Linked DNA regions of Triticum aestivum: region 2 is linked to region 1. A link is a contact called in public HiCAR-type data. All regions are on one chromosome and are shown on one strand. The core of a region is the stretch at or near the end of the contact, and the rest is flanking DNA. Distances in the headings are between cores, read along the strand shown. Region 1 holds the start of LOC123165196 (probable protein phosphatase 2C 60). Region 2 holds the start of LOC123169430 (putrescine hydroxycinnamoyltransferase 1).

Region 1 (5,260 bases), core at 2,008-4,507:
GGGCTACTTTGAACAATGTCAACAGCCTCCTGGTTGGTTAAGTGCTCCCAAAGTCCATCAGATGCAAATATGATAAACTCATCATGTGGCTGTATTGGTTGCACGCAAATGGATGGTTCTGAACTTAGTATGGGCCTGTTAAAAGGTTCACGAAGACGGAATTTTGCATACAGAGGTTCCCGGTTGAACTCTTGTTTTTTCAGATAGGCATCACCAATCGATCTGCAGACCTGCAACATACAACAAACAAAGAAAAATTAACAATCTTCATTTGGTCCCACGGTAAAAAAAAGAAGTGGCAAGTACCATCATATTTGTTACTCATAGTCATACAAGACAAACTCAGCAACACATTTCTGCATGTGCTATCATGAAGTGATGAATCAGCGGGGCTAAATAACATTGTTTTACTAATGAATAGTTAAACAGAGTGATGGAATTAATCGAACTGAGCCATAACAATATTTCTTGAGTAGTAACTATCCATCCCATGAGAAATAAGTCAATAACTACTAAGTAGTACTCCATGACTATTCAAGAAATCCCTAATAATTATCAAGCTCTTCACTTCAGTGCTACCTAATAAATATAGCAGAACTGTCATAATGGTCGATCACATCAAGAGGTAATTCTCATCCACAAACATAAGAATATGTTTATTGCATTTCTACCCCCTTACAGCCCTACTACCTATTACCACTTAGTTTTGTCTGTATCTTGGACAAAAACATGAATGAGGTTATTCACTAAATACCATTCAGAAGATAAGGAACTGAGGAAGGGACAATATTAAACTTCCAGGTGGTGAAACTGAAGGTATATTTTGCCAACTAAATGCGCATAAGCATATGGAATAACCATAACATCGAACTTCCACAAATCTACAAATGTCTCCCCAGTGGCAGATGACGCACCTGAATTAGGCCTTTTACACGCCAAACATTGTGCTTGAGAACAACAACATGCCTATCTTCAGGGTGCATTGACTGCAATTCTTTTCTCACTGGCTCAATGCTGACATTATGCTCTGCGGACAGTTGGACTGCCAATACTTCTCCAGTGGCTTTAACATGTTTTCCTAAAACAGCACGAGAATCCCCAACATTGGCAACATAAAGCATGCCACCACAGATAACACCAACCAGACAGCATGAGCCAACAGCCGCTATTTGAGGCTTGACAGGCCATTGCTTGGAGACGATAGAGAAGAACCCATCTTCTGTAGCTTCATATGCTTTCTTCAGTACATCAGCTGACATTGAATTTTGTTCCGAAGTGAACCCTGAAATACAAACCAGGGAAGAAGTAAATAATCACTGCAGTGCTCATTATCAGGCAAGTGAAACAGGGCAGTGTGGGCAGAGCACCAAAGAATGAGCATAGTACTAATGCATAGTGATGCCAGGTTAGCAATTACGTTTAAGATGGTTGAAGAGGTTATCGTTGATGTAGCAAGCTGTCTCTGGTCCACCGTGCCCATCATAAACCCCGACGAAAGTGCCATATGGGCCAGAGTCGAGAAAGCTCAACGGACCCGACTCAATCTGACACTGGTCCTCAAGTAGGTTATTGGCCTGGACAACAGCCATGGAGAAGTCGCCATTTACATGCTCCCCGGCGTCCTTGTACCATAGAAGTCCATCCTGCCTACCGGCAGCATCTGAGCCTGTCCGGGCATGCCGGTTGGATGAAGGTCTCCAACACGCCCGTAGAAAGTTCATCAATGTCACTATCATCCCTCATCAGTCATCCCACCCACGTACGCCTCCGAGCTCGCCTCATCTGTTATCTAAGAAAATCACAGTGTCGCTTCTCAATGCACCAACAGAACTCTTGCCTTTATCCTGGAAAGAAAAAGAAACATGTATAAGTATGTGAAACACAAGTATGGCTCATTAATAGTACTCAACGCTTATCACTTGCACTCGGACTGGGAACACAATTAAAAAAATGTCATATTTTATCTTTCCTTCCTTCCATTTTTTCAATCCATGCAGGAGAGCTGCATGTATTTGTTCAGTAAGTACACACTTTGTCTACCATGTAACACAGAATTCAAATTCAGCATAGTTGCTTTCTCTACAACTCAAAAGGGTCTGAGGAATCTCCTTTGTCGTAACTTTATAGTACAAGCAGATGTAGGAAAAACAAATCAAATTGCCTTGCTTGGTGCTTTTAGGTTCTACTGTTCTAGTAGGAGCAACCTGGTACTGGGTAACCTACACCATCACCATTTTTAATTGCAAAAGAGACATACGTATAGCATTATATAATGCCTAAATAATGCAGCAAAAGACACAATCGTGTCTCTGTTTGACGCAATCGAGGGCGAATATTTCCCATCATACCTAAGATTTTACTTGAAACATAGGCCGCAGCAAAACATTTCCTAACATACACTCGGAACATCTACAAGAACTGACTTATAGCAACTCATCAAACCTAAGATTTTGCTTGAAAACATGCGCCGGGGCAAAACAGTTTTTAAATACTTTCACAATCAGTTGGGAACCAAGCCTATTCCCCAACAACTCAATTGCCCAAAACCTCATCTACTCCCACAAACTGCAAAACTCTCTCACTCCTCATCCTTGGCATCACAGACTGACACTATAGTGACCACAGAATGGGCAGCTACTGGATACAATTGTGAACCATGATTCAGACGGCAATTTCGCCCAAAATCCTCGACTCGGCGCTTCTCCTAAGCGGCAAATCCAGACGAGACCCGAGCGCGGATAGTATCAGACCTCCCAATCGCCACGAAACTTGGGGACAAACGGGCGCGCTGGTTGATTGGGATCAGGGCAGAAATGCTCTGCTCCCGGTCCCCCACCCCACCCACCCTCTGAAACAAAAATCCCAGGCGCACCTCGCCTCCGTCGGCGCGCCCAAATCGGCGGCCTTGGGATGGGAATCCGGCGAATTGCGGGGAGGGCGACTCGATCGACCTCTCTAGACGACGGAAGGGAGAGGAATACAGTGGTGTTAGAGAGATAGAGAAAGGGGAGGGGAAAGAAAAGAACTTGGAGGGTACACACACCAGTACGGCGCAAGCGGATCGGGTCGTGGCTCGCGACAGCGCAAGCCGGACGAGGGGACTACTCCCCGTCGTCTCCACCGGCGCCGGGGACGACGGTAGGTCGGCGGAGGATGGTGGCGACCGGCGGCGGCGGCGGCGGCACGAGAAGGGGATGAGGCGGGGAAAGGGGGTGGGGTGGGGAGTGCGGGCGCGCTGCAACGGCCGTTTGATGACGTGTGGGGCTCAGACACGGACGCGATAGATAAGGCGGAAAAGCGCGCGGAGGCCCTCGAGCAAGATCGTATTCGCAGATCGGTCCCCGTGACACGTCAACACCAATTAGGAGAAATATCTGTCCAGCAAAAAGTAAAAAAGCACGAGGTCAACACTCATCAGCAAAATGGACCCAATGATAAGGTTTTCATTTTTATTCCAAGTTCTAGCTTGAAGACTAAAAGCTATTTTCTTCTGTCCAATTTATTTCTCCCTCTCGTGCCATGACTAACGCAAATCTTCCCTTCCTTCCATCGATATCTGTCGATGAGCCTTAGGATTCGCCTCCCCTCTGACCGTTGCTTCGATGGCCGGTGACGAGGAGAGGAATCCTAGTGACTCGGCTTTGGCTGGTATATGGGTCAGGATTTTAGTCCTTACATGGGCGGCTCTCGGGTAGATGATCTTCGAGTCAGTTTTTTGAACTCTGATTCTCCCCGAGTTCGTTCATGGGACGCATTCAAAGGAGCTACAACGTAGATTTCTGCCAACTTCTCGATAAGAGCAGCGTGGTTAGGGTTTTCTTCGTGTATACTCGACGACGAGATTTGGTGTCGGGTCATTCACATCGATTCAAGGGTTCAAAAACGAAGACTGTGACTCTGGGGCGTTGGTCCTTATGGGCACGTGCACGAAAACTAGTCGGCCATCACCAACAAGGTCAGATGGGCTATAGTATGGGAGGGTGACAATGGCGCGTCAACAACTCATTTTGGCGGCGACAGTGATCGTTCGATGGTCCAAGGACGTCGATATAACGTTTGTTATATGGGCGCTGCTACGCGTCCGCCGGCAGATATATTAAAATTATTCTTCGCCTGGACAGACGTTGGATCCCCGAGCTGTTAGACGTTCAATCTAGTGTGCGCGCCCCGCATGCCTCCGTCATTATTTCCGCAACATGTGCAATGTTGCAGAAACAAGACAACAAACTTGCCCCCGGCCCCGACAGAGCTGCGCCCAGCGCGCCGCCGCCGTCAACCCGCCACCAAAATCAGCCCGCCGCCGGCGTGCAGGAGCTAAGTTGAACTCTCTGCAACACCATGGCCCACCATATCCCGTGTCAGATGCTTGGATCGCTCACCGAGGGGCCCTACTTGGAGAACAGGCGCGGCCTCTACTCCAGCATGATGGCGACGAGCTCCCACGCCAGGCACCCCTTTGACGATTTCTGCAACTGAAGCTATGTTTCTGAAACATGTGTCGTGTTGCAATGCTTGGCCTCGTACTCTGTAACATCGTGCGCTCCTCCAACGCTTTCTGCAACTGGGGCTATGTTTCTAAAGTAAGACCCATGTTGCATAAGGAAAAAATCTTCGCCGTCGAACCATTTTTTCTGAAACAAGACTTCTGTTGCAGAAACTTTCTAAAACTAGACCCTGTTGTTGAAAAAAAAACTTCACCACAAAATCATTTTTTTATTTCTGAAACAAGATCTCTGTTGCAGGAGCCTTCTCAAACAATACGGTTGTTGCAAAAAAAATGGCTGCACATGACTTGTGGCCAGTGTGAGCACTCGATCAAGATTGATCCGACGGCTACGCAGGCAGCGGACGCTCCGCGTGCATCCGTCGGCTGAAGAATAGCGTTTTCCTTGTTTTATTTGAGATGTTTGTACTTCCAATGAACTCTTATACCAGATCCGGATTTTTTTAATAGTTATATAGTGTCCTCTCTGCTCCTTCTCTTTTATGTGCACTTAATTAATTATGCTTGATATTTGGTCTCTCTTCCCTGTGAATGTGATGTGCATTGTTTCGCTCGTGTTCACACGGACGGTGAGTCTATGCCGCCACCTACACCTGCCTACCTACCTGTATATCTGTCTCTCAGTGTTCATTGGCTAGCTTCACCGGCCCGATCGGCCAGGGAAGGAAAAGACACGTAGACAGAGAGCTGTATTCTACACAAATTGCACCCTTCGTCCCATAATACAAAAACGTTTTTCGAGCTATAGCTTGAAAA
Region 2 (4,869 bases), core at 1,984-4,483, 240 kb after region 1:
ATCTCAGTCGAGTGACGTCAATGTAGTTTTTTTGCCACAAGCGGCACGACTGATGTTACAAACGGCGACGAAAAATGTTGTGACGGTATTGCAAGCAACGACCACAAATGCTACAACCATCGACGAAGGATGTTGCAACCGATGAGATGAAGTGCTACAACCGATGAGGGATGGCATGCTACAACACAGATGCTGCAACCGGTAGAAAAAATGTTGCAAACGATGGCACAAAATTCTACAAGGTCGACTGAGACTTGCTTAAATCTCAGTCGACTGGGCTTTAGCAAGCCCGTCCGAGAAAAGGCTATGTTTGGCAGCTAATATTTTTAATTTTATTTTAAAGTGGTCTGAGTTTACCCTGTTTTTTTAGAAACTACAGTCTTAAATATATATTTTATATGTTTTCTTTGGCCAGAAAACATCAATTCTATTCATCACGTCATGGTAGCACAAAGAACACAGGAATAACAAAAAATACATATAAGTCCGTAGACTATCTAGCGACCATTACAAACACTGGAGCGAACTGAAGGCGTGTCGCCGTCATTGCCCCTCTCTCTCACCAGAGCCAGGCCAAATTTGTTGTAGTACACAGTTGGAAATTGTGGTGCCAAGGCCCACAAAAACAACAGACTAGAACAACAACTGTACAACAACTATCGACAATGAAGAGATCAACAAATATAACACTTCCATCCATAAACCATAGTATCTATAACATCATTATTTAAAAACGATGTCTTGAGTTTTAGACTACTATGACTTTTAAAACTGTGCCGCAAAATCATCTAATTTGCTAAGTTTGCTCTGTGGGCTGTTCTGCAATTTGTATTCGCGTGGGTTTACTTCAACCGTTCAGTTTATTAGTCCCCATTGTATTTTGGGTGAAACTCTGACAGTAAATTTGAGTAGCAAAATCTAAGTGATATGTTACAAAAAAAATGTTGTTGGATTCATATTCGAAAGAAGTTTCCAATGGGATACTATTTTTGCTACATATAACTTAATTTTTATCTAAAAAATATGGTCAAGATTTTGCCCTAAACCCGGTTAGATGAAGTGGTGGCTAGTGGATAGCACCATATATGAGGAGCGGGATCCTCTAACATGCACAAGGAAAGTCACAAGCTACGGTAACTCTGTGTATAAAAGGAAGAAGGGATGTCGGGGGGCTAGCAATGGCCGCGAATCATTGTAGACCAGATACTATTCATGAATTACTGTGGTTTTTGAATCCATGCGTTAGATCATGGTTTAGGAAAACCTGGGGAAGGGATGTCAGGGTACTGTAGCTTCCCCTGACTTCCCTCCCAATGTCAGAGGATCTGAATCCCATATATGAAGTGTGGGCCAGCCAGCCAAGGTTTGAGCCTCACCTCTATGTATTAGATAAGTATTGAGAATCATTGATTATGTCACTAGTTCTTATTAGGATTAACTATTTTCTTATCAATCTCGTAGCGTGTCAAACATCTCTGGGTTTTGATTATGATGTATACCTAAGGGTTTTCATCACATATCCTAGTGGGGGCGGCTGCACCATGTTAGAATCTTCGGCCACGTAGGCCGGATATGAACTCTTTGCAATTATAGTCTAAAAACAAGCAGACAAGTGTTGAGAATTATCTATCGTGACTTGAAAGCGATGCCATTACTTAATTGTCCAGTAATGGAAGCATCAAGGTAGGCCCTTGTGTTGCTTACAAATTTGCCCCCCAAAAAAAATGCTGTCCTCAGAAGAAGTAAGAGGGAGGAAACCGTGTCCGGCCCACAACCACGGATATCAACGGCGCCGCCACGATCACATCCACGCAACTTGATTCCCGATCGAGATGTTTGTTATCCTGGGGATGAGTCATACGTAGGCACCCCACCAATATGATACTACTACTACTATGCTTTCTTCACGCTATTTAGTCAATAAAATAATGCATTTGTTTGTTTTGAGTTTGAGATTAGCTACCTAGCTTGCCACGCATGCCACACATGGTGCTAGTCTCAATTCTTTTTGAATGGCTATGTGCCTATGTACATGTCAAACTTTGCTAGCTCTCTTTTATCTATTCATTCATGAGAAGCGATATGCGTCGTCCCGAGGGTTTACAAGAAAATTAGACAGAGACTGAGCGTGACACAATAATTTTATGGATGGTACGTCGATCTCAATGTTGTTCTTGCCATTCATATTTTACCCATATATGCTTGGTGTTTATCGATACGGATATGAAGCAATCAATTAATGTTCTATCCGGTTTTCTCCGCCCCTCGCCAATCTCTATCTACTATCTTTTTCCAATGATATGACCTTTTTCCGAAGGCAACATAAGAACAAAATTAAGCTGGCTGCCGCGATTGCAAATCCAATATTGGTTATGTTTTTGACATCATTAGGTCGACGGAATTTGCAGCGTCAGGTCCAACTCCGGCCAAACCGATCGATCAATCTATCCAAGAGAGGTATAGGCAGAGGATTCCTACCTAGCTAGGACTAAATACTGGCACGTCCATGGCCAAGAAGCGGGAATAGGACGAGGCCGGGACGGCAGAAGCAAAGTCATATGATGAAATAGTTTGGCGTGAGGGGCAAAGTTGAACCTGGAACATGGCCATATGGCAGGGCGGGTCGCCGGAGGGCGCGAAGGGCACGAACATCCGCCTGATCTCCGGCGAGGGCTCGTAGCCGCTCCCGAAGAGGTCCTCCCCGGCGACGTCCGGCGCCCTGGCGAGGACGAAGAGCGCTCCCTCGCCGTTGCAGTCGATCTGCAGCCGCCCGCCCTCGCCCTCTCGCCCGAGGCGCCCGGCCAGCGGGTAGAAGAGCACCAGCGCCTTGGCCAGCGCTGCCTTGAGCCGCTCCGGCGAGAAGAAGTCGGCCGAGTCCGTGTCCGGCGCCGCCGTGGCTGGGGCCGGGTAGTAGTAGACGAGCGGCGTGTGCGTCTTGGGCACGGCCAGGTCGAGGTTGGAGAGCCACAGCGCCCGCCGTGGCGTCTCCTCGCTCGGCGCCACCAGCGTCGACTCCACCACCTCCACCTTCATCATCTCCCTGCTCTGTCTGTCGCTCTCAAACAAACTGTGTGCAGAGTCTCTTTGCGTAATCTCGTCTGTGCGCTCGCTTTTGCTTGTGGAGGAGAGTGGAGCTGCGAGGCGGCCATGCTATATAGATGCGCGCGCTCTCGTGTGCCACCCGGCCCGGGTACGTGCATAACCACGCGGCCGGTCGGTGACATGCATACACGGCATGGGACGCTGATGGAACCTACGTACGGGGCCCTTTTTCTTGTTGTTGTGATGATGAATAATCCACACCACAACATCTTGTAGCGGCAGTGAACAGGTGCACGTCGTCGTTATTTAGCAGTGCACTAACTGTAGACGGGGCGACAAGGCCGGCTGAGCTAGAGGGCCGGAATATATGTCTACGTGCAAATGGCTCGACCAATCGAGGAGCTACACGGACCATTGACATAGCATACCATTCAAATCTCTGTGTGCGTCTGCTGCGTGGCGCAGCTTGGGCCTGCCGTGTACTCCGAGGCGTCCTGTAACCTAACGACGGCTTTTGACTTATCTTTTTCGGTTTTGCTGGTTCTCAGCTAGCTGAGAATCCCTCCTTTGGATTAAACACTAGTAGGAAAAGGAGCTTTTACCCCGGTTCATAAGGGCCTTTAGTCCCGTTCTGGAACCGGGACTAAAGGGTCGTTACTAATGCACTAGCCCTTTAGTCCCGGTTCTTACGCGAACCGGGACTAAAGGCCGTTCACGTGGCCGGTGCGGGGAGCCCAGGCAGGAGGGCCTTTGGTCTCGGTTGGTGCCACCAACCGGGACCAATAGGCAGGGCCTTTTGTCCCGGTTGGTGTCACCAACCGGACCCAATAGGCATCCACGCGTCAGCAGCTGGCAGGAGCTGAGGTTTTTGTTTTTTTTGAAAGGGGTGGTTTAGGGGTTTTGGGGGGTTAATTTAGGTGTTTCATATATTGTGTTAGCTAGCTAATTAATAGAGAGAAGTGTCCTCTCTTATCTCCGTGCTTGGTCGATGCTACGTACTATATACGTATGGAGAGGAGTAGACACGCTAGCTAGTAATCAAATGAAGGAAACAGAAGATCGTCATGAACATATGCATACAGAGAGAAGTGATATCGACCACCTTCTCCGAGATATTGGTCGAACAACAAGTTCTCGTATATCTATCCGACACTACCGGCTACATATATACAATAATTATCTCTTACAATACAATCTCCTAATTAAATTGTAGGAACACAGGGTCCACATAGTATTCTCCGTTTTCAGCGATCACGTGGTCAAGGAAGAATGCCGCCAATTCCTCTTGAATTCCTCGCATACGATCTTCTGCTAGGAGTTCATCCCGCTTCCGAAACATCTAATTTGAAGAAGGGGGTCAATACATATATATATGAATAAATGAAACTCAACACAAATGATGGTAATAAAATAAAATTGTGAATATTATTGCTTACGCACTTTATATTGTTCTTCAGTGTAGCCCCGCTCACAGGTCGTGTAGCGGATGGACTCGCAAACGTAGTATCCACAATAATTATTCCCGGGTTCCTGCCACAACCACTTTACAAGAAATAGAGGTCAATCAAACTGATAAGCAAGCATGCTAAATGGTATTGATGAAACTAGCGCTTGAATCACTAGGAGATGCGCGGAACATGCTACTATAGTACTTACTTTCGGGTGATTAAATTGCAGCTTCTTCGGCAGTCCCGGAGCTTTTGAGGTGAATTTTCTCCAAACCCTGCCAGACAAAGAAAACAATTACTTGATATCAGGAAATGAACAAAGTTGCTGATATGGTGGATAATGATCGATTTAACTTACTTCTCGAGCATTTGAGTCATG

What was found. HiCAR-type assays count read pairs that join an accessible place to other places.
Region 2: a contact with region 1 is called in a HiCAR-type map of leaf, with 5 times the contacts expected there. The contact joins the promoter of LOC123169430 here to the promoter of LOC123165196 in region 1. A contact is called at or near these places in 1 of 5 Hi-C or Micro-C datasets (leaf) and 1 of 1 datasets of contacts at active chromatin or transcription factors (leaf).

Annotation. Positions count from the first base shown.
Region 1 is chr7D:622,957,781-622,963,040 of IWGSC CS RefSeq v2.1, forward strand. It overlaps LOC123165196 (probable protein phosphatase 2C 60), which reads right to left and starts at 3,258. Exons shown (of 5, transcript XM_044582826.1): 1 at 3,044-3,258; 2 at 1,418-1,844; 3 at 915-1,282; 4 at 1-230. The coding sequence starts at 1,736.
Region 2 is chr7D:623,198,008-623,202,876 of IWGSC CS RefSeq v2.1, forward strand. It overlaps LOC123169430 (putrescine hydroxycinnamoyltransferase 1), which reads right to left and starts at 3,234. Exons shown (of 2, transcript XM_044587305.1): 1 at 2,596-3,234. The coding sequence starts at 3,036.